2 separate regions of the Mus musculus genome follow, and region 1 is linked to region 2. The links are chromatin contacts, called in public promoter capture Hi-C maps. All regions are on one chromosome and are shown on one strand. Each heading gives the region's core, a stretch centred on a gene start, on an enhancer-like site or on the middle of the called end of the contact. The rest is flanking DNA. Distances are from core to core; before and after follow the strand shown. Region 1 has its middle 70 kb from the start of Mb21d2. Region 2 holds the start of Mb21d2 (Mab-21 domain containing 2).

What was found. Promoter capture Hi-C pulls out the DNA fragments that hold promoters and counts their contacts.
Region 1: a promoter capture Hi-C map of liver shows a contact between it and region 2. The contact joins the enhancer-like site here to the promoter of Mb21d2 in region 2. A contact is called at or near these places in 3 of 39 promoter capture datasets (the 3T3-L1 cell line, the C10 cell line and liver), 4 of 484 Hi-C or Micro-C datasets (cerebellar granule neurons, cerebellum and uterus), 1 of 115 datasets of contacts at active chromatin or transcription factors (embryonic stem cells) and 1 of 9 other capture datasets (liver).

The regions. Positions count from the first base shown.
Region 1 is chr16:28,998,560-29,001,274 of GRCm38.p6, reverse strand. No RefSeq gene overlaps it. Among named protein-coding and RNA genes, the nearest start is that of Mb21d2, 70 kb to the right of the region's middle. Within about 2 kb of position 1,309, at least 12 of the 459 cell types and tissues checked have an H3K27ac peak or open chromatin away from gene starts, as enhancers often do. A contact at or near this core is called in cerebellar granule neurons, cerebellum and liver, where this site is marked.
Region 2 is chr16:28,928,431-28,931,595 of GRCm38.p6, reverse strand. It overlaps Mb21d2 (Mab-21 domain containing 2), which reads left to right and starts at 1,898. Exons shown (of 2, transcript NM_177718.3): 1 at 1,898-2,143. The coding sequence starts at 1,933.

The DNA of each region.
Region 1 (2,715 bases), core at 60-2,559, 70 kb before region 2:
AAGAAGGAACCCTGAACCGAATAGCACAGTTTACTCATGATCAAAACGAAGAGAACACATTACGCTAAAGTGAGTTCAAATCTGTCCAGTCAGGCCCTCATTGGTCTCATCCACGAATTCTGGCTTTCTGTGTACATGATACAAAGCAAGACAGTAAAGGGAGCATGAAACAGAAAGCAATAGTATAGAGCTAATTGTATAAAAATGTCACCATCAGCCACAATGTGTGAATAGAGGACACTGTTGGGGCCATGAAGACTACAGATCTCGAGAATACAGTCCCTCCCAGGCCACTGCCACTACCACTGATATCACCATCAAAATCCAAGTAATGTTTATGACATATTTCCTGTCTAATAGGTGGTGCTATATGGTTGAGTACTGTGTGTTAATTCATGGCTCATTACTATGTGCTAAATCATTTAACCCCGTAAAAGCCCTTTGATGAGATCTAATCACATGATTCTTCCTATTTGCAGAAAACAAAAAAGTGAGATCTAGAGAGAATAAAATAACTTATTGATAAGGTAAGATCAGGTAGGAGAGAACAGAATAAAGACTCCTGCTTTGTCTACTACTTTGGTTGCACAACAAAGCCTCTGTTATTGAAACTGGTAAGGTGATGCTCTTACACACACAAACACACACACACACACACACACACACACACACACACACACACACACACCACACCCTTCGGCCTCCTTCTGCCCTGGGAGCTTGGCTTCTGGTCCTAAGCACATCATGCCATCTCCTTCAAATTGTCTCCTTGTTTCTGTGCAAATAAATATGCCTGAGGTCTTAACCCATTTAAAAATTGAAGTATATGTTTTCTACAGCTCATTGGGGGATCACCAGTCTATATTTGCACTAATCTCCATGCCGTCTCCATAAATATTTTCATTTAGAAAGAGTATGTTGCTTTATTAAGTCATTTTAAATTACTGTCTTTTATCTTGATCATCTTTTATTATTATGACCTGTGTCTCCATCAGATTTGAAGAATACCACGACATGGACCATGCTTTGAATTACTCTCAGCCCCGGCCACATACCCGTGCCAGTTGGTAAGTGTTAATTAAACTGGATGCAGCCTCTTCCTCAGCTTCAGCATAAACTCCCCATTAGTCAGTATTTAACCGGCCTTATGAGCTTCTGAGGAAACGGTAGGAATACAACCATCAGCCAGAGTCTGGTCGCCCCTCTGAAAAACATGTGACTTTTGTAGGACTCCCAGAATGGACAGAAGACTCCCTGATCTCCACCCATGCTCCTCCTGTGCCAGCCTGGGTGAGTCACACGCCAGCACCTCACCATGTCCACACACCTCCACGTATCTCACAAGGTCAGAACAGGCTTTCCTGGCAATGCTGGCAGAGAAGAGACATCTGGCAAGCATGAACATGCTGGCACCAGACACCTGGCCCACTTAAACCAGCTTTAGTTATGATCTTCACATTCTGTATCCAGGCCAATGCAGAGGGTAGGAAATGACTATATCGCCTCTCCAAAATCTGGCCTGTGCAAGCCAGGTTCATGATGGTCATCTGTTGCACTATCTGTCGGTGGCACCTGCAGCTCAGACAGCCAAAGCCAGAAGTTGTTGATTGAGACCTTGGCAATCCTAGCATCCCGTAGTAACGCCAAGAGCTGAAAAGGTGACGAGTTGTCTAAATTGTCTTGTCAACATCACTGGCAGGTTTCAATATTCAAATGCTGCAAAGGACAGATGAGAGATGCTCCAGGTATGTTATGCTTCACAGATGCCAGTGGAAGGAAAGAGGCAGCAAATGGTGGAGAGCTTAGTGATTTCTCAGGGGGCAAGGACTGAGAGCCCTTTACTGCTTTCGCAAAGTGGGGTTGTTGATGACTAACAGACCTTTCATTAAGAGCCAGGGAGTCTCAGTTTCATTGACCAGAAGACAAGATAAAGCAACCTTAGCAACAGAAAGAAACATTGTATCCAGTTTGAAATTGTATTCCCACTAAAACTGCATTAAAAGAGATGGGGAACTTAAAAAAAAAAAAACTAAAAAAATGGAGAACTGGGAACAACATGAGTAAATATAGAAATGTTTTTTTAATATTTAAGGCTCATTAAAGGTTATTAGATTTTAACAAAAAAATAATTTCAATGTATGCGGGGTTTAAAATATATGTACCAGTTAAAAATCTATGCAGAGATCCCGAAGGCCAAGACAAGAAGCAGGAGAACACCACTGTTCAAATAACGTGGTGCTAATGGTTACAACACTGTGGGTGCTTTGGATGAAAAGGGCCATATAGGCTCACATATTTCAAAAAATTGGTCCCCAGCTAGTGGTACTATATGGGGAAGTATAGGAGGTGTGACCCCGTGGGAAGAAGGAAGTAACTAGAGATAAGCTTAAAAGTAAAAGGTCTTCTATCTCCTTCTGCTTCATGCTTATGGTAAAGGCAGTGAGGGCTCAGCTTCTTGCTCCTGCTACTGCTTACTGCCTAGCATCCCCACCTGGATGGACTTTCATCTCTCTGGAACCATAAGACAAAGTAAATTCTTTTTTTTTTATTCTATAAGTTTTCTTGAAAATAATGTTTTACATTTGACAGCAACAGAAAGGTAACTAATACAAACATGACTTAAATAAACACTAAAATAAGTTTATGATGAATATAACAAAGCAGACATCAAAATCAAATAACAGAGTTGTAATTAATTTACCAATAAAAGATGTG
Region 2 (3,165 bases), core at 649-3,148:
AGGTGTCACATGCAAGCTTCTGTTAAGAGTGCAACAGGGTTGCTACTCAGCTGTGGGGGCAAAGGTTGTGCCTGGCCTGGAGTAGCTATCAGAGCAAGAAAGGATGAGGTTGGCCTTGGTTGGGCTTACAGAACAGAAAGAAGAGGCAGGGAAATTCCAGGGGAGGATCTTTACAAATCTGTGTTTTGTAAAGATCCTGTGGGAGGGGCTGGAGAGATGGCTTAGCAATTAAGAGCACCTGTTCTTGTAGTAGAGGCCCTGTGTTCAGCTCGCAGCATCCATAGGGCAGCTCACATTTGTCTGGAACGTTAGTTTCAGGAGAACTGATGCCCTGTTGTGACCTCTGCAGGCACCAGGCAACAATGCAGTGTATGTAAATGCAGGGACACACACACACACACACACACACACACTCACCCCAGGACCCTAAAGTTTGTATCAACAGTGGAAGCTGATACAGCTAATGGCTACTTAACATGCTACTTAACGTGTCATTCTTTATAATAAATGGTGTCCGTCCAGTCTTATCTCACCTAATTCTTAAAGCAGCCTATGAAGATGTAATGGTTATCCTATTCACATGGGTAAGTATGGCAGGGCCTGGATGTCCAGGTCTTACAAGGTAATGTGAGTTTTCAGTGATGAGAACTCAGGTAAGAAAATTAAAGGGGCCGATAGGACCACAGGCTGGGATAGAGGACAGTTCACCATTGTTCCTAGGGGTCCATAGGCCTCCTTAAGTGTGTGAATCACATGAACATTAAAACCACATCTGCCATTTGGTCTTGATAAACTAGACTTGGACTACAGCAGTCTTGTCTTGAAAACCCTAGTTCCAGTGGGGACATGGGTGAGGGTGAGGGCTAAGTCCCAGGACTCATCCCAGTCATTCCGGTCTGGCTAATAGCGAGTGCTCAAATTCTATTTGCCAAAAGGGAGACTCCCTCTCCCACTCCCATCTTCCTTGTACCCTGGGGCAATTCATTGTTTTCCTTCCCCCACATTCCGCATTTGGATTCCTATCTGTCTGAGAGCAGGTTGGCTCTCATTAAGGCACTATATGTTAAGTTGAATGAGCTGTTACCCAGGCAAACTAATTACCAAGGGCAAAGGTAAGGAGGATACTTGAGTGGTTAATTGGAAGTATCTATACGCGGCATGACTGGCACCCCTTCTTGATTCGCTGATTTTATCATTCTAGGCGACAAAGGACAGAAGGTACATTTTATATTTTTCCACCAAGCAAAGGTACTAAAGTTCTCGGGATGGACATTGGAAAGGCGCCCACAGACACGTTTTCGCCCGGGACACCGCCCTAAGATCAGAGTAGGAAGACTCCTTTCTCCTTGGATGCGCTTGGCAAGCCCTGCCCCTAAAGAGGGGCGGGGGTGGAGGTGGAGAAAGAAAGCGTCCACACCACGCGCGTCAGCCCGAGTACGGACTGGCAAGTGATCCGGGCGCGCGAACCTCTGCCATTTATTTATTTATTTTCTTCCCACCGGGTGCGCTGTCCCTTTAAATGGGAATGCTGCTGCTGCTGGCTCCGTAACACCGGAGCCGGCAGCTTGTTGATTTCAGCGCTGGTGAATTTCACATTGTTTCCACTTCACTTTCCTTGCCCCCGGGGAGGCTCGAGTCCACTCCCGGACGCCGCCACCGATCCCGGCAGGACTCGAGGAGGGCAGGGGCCCGCAGCGGCGCAGCGGGCGGGGGCGGGAGGACCGGGGGCCGGGGCCACACGCGCACCTCGCCGCAGTCGGGCTCCTCCCGCGAAGGAGCGCGGCCGCCCCGAGCGCAGCGCGGCGCGGGGCCCGTCCAGAAGCCAGCCCGCCCACGGGCCGGGCTGCCCAGCCGCGCCGGGAGGCCGGGGCGGGGTGGGGGGCGGGGGTGGGTGCCGCGGCCGCCGCGGAGCCGCCGCTCGGCGCGTTTTGCATGAAGATGGCGGCTCCCACCGCCAGCAAGGCAGCCTCCCTGGGCTGCAACAACAAGCCTGCCTTCCCGGAGCTGGATTTCAGGTCTGGAGCTCGGGTGGAGGAACTGAACAAACTCATCCAGGAATTCACCAGGCACGACCAGCGGGAATACGACGACCAGAGAGCGCTGGAGATCCACACTGCCAAGGATTTCATCTTTTCCATGCTGGGTAAGGAGAACGGGGAGGATGTGTGAGTATGCGTGTGTGCGCGGGTGTGATGGAGCGGGTGGAAGCTATGGTCCCCGCTCTGGCGTTTGCCCGGGGTGTCACCCCTGGTTCCGTGAGGTCCCCTTTCCTCTCCACCGCCAGCTCAGCTGCCCCCTCCGCTCCTGCCTGCTGCGCTCGGCGCGGGGTGCCCCTCTCCTTCCCGATCGCCCGCTCTTTTGTTGGTTCCTCGGCCGCGGGGCTGGCGGGCAGGTGAGGCGGCGGCGGGAGACGCCTCCCGGCTTGGGGAGTCCCCAAGCGGCTCCGGCCGGCTGACACCGGCTCTCCTGCAACCCCGGGCGGCCGTGGTGGAGGCCGACCCGTGCTGGAGCGACAAGTTGCTTCTGTCGTGGTTGCGGCGCGGCGCTGTCACGCCGAGCCCCGGGTGGCCAAACTTGTTGGGTGTTCCAGAGTAACCCGCGGAAGTAGTCCGGGCGCCCGGAGTTGCCTCCAACTTTGATTTGCAAATCGACTTCCCTTTGAAGGGGTCGGAAGCATTTCCGGTGCTTCTCCGGGTTGTTGCTGAGCTGGAATTCCTAATTCCTTGCTTGAACACGACCAAGCTCAGAGCTCTGGCCGCGGAGGAGCGCTGTCCCCCTCGTCTTTGTGTATTGTCCTACTGATGGCTAAGAGGTGCTCAAGTTTCCCACTCTGGGCAGCCCTGGGTTAGAAAAATTTCTCCCACCGTATCCCCCAGCTCTTCACCGACGGGTCTGGAAAGATGAAGAAAAATAATGGGTTCCGGGGATCCAACCCTATCCCTGGCGTCCTGCGGTGGGATTATTGCTTCTGAGTTGTAGAATGAGCATCCGCTGCTGGGAGCCTCGAGTGTGTAGCGCTGTCATGCAGCAGTGGTGGCCCCGTGGTTTACATTCAGCAGGGCTGGACTGGAGGAGCCTTGCTCTCCAAAGGTTTCCACAGTCAATTTTTCAGATAGTGGTAATTGTGATTGACAAAGGCCTTTTAACTACAGGACAGAGTCTTTG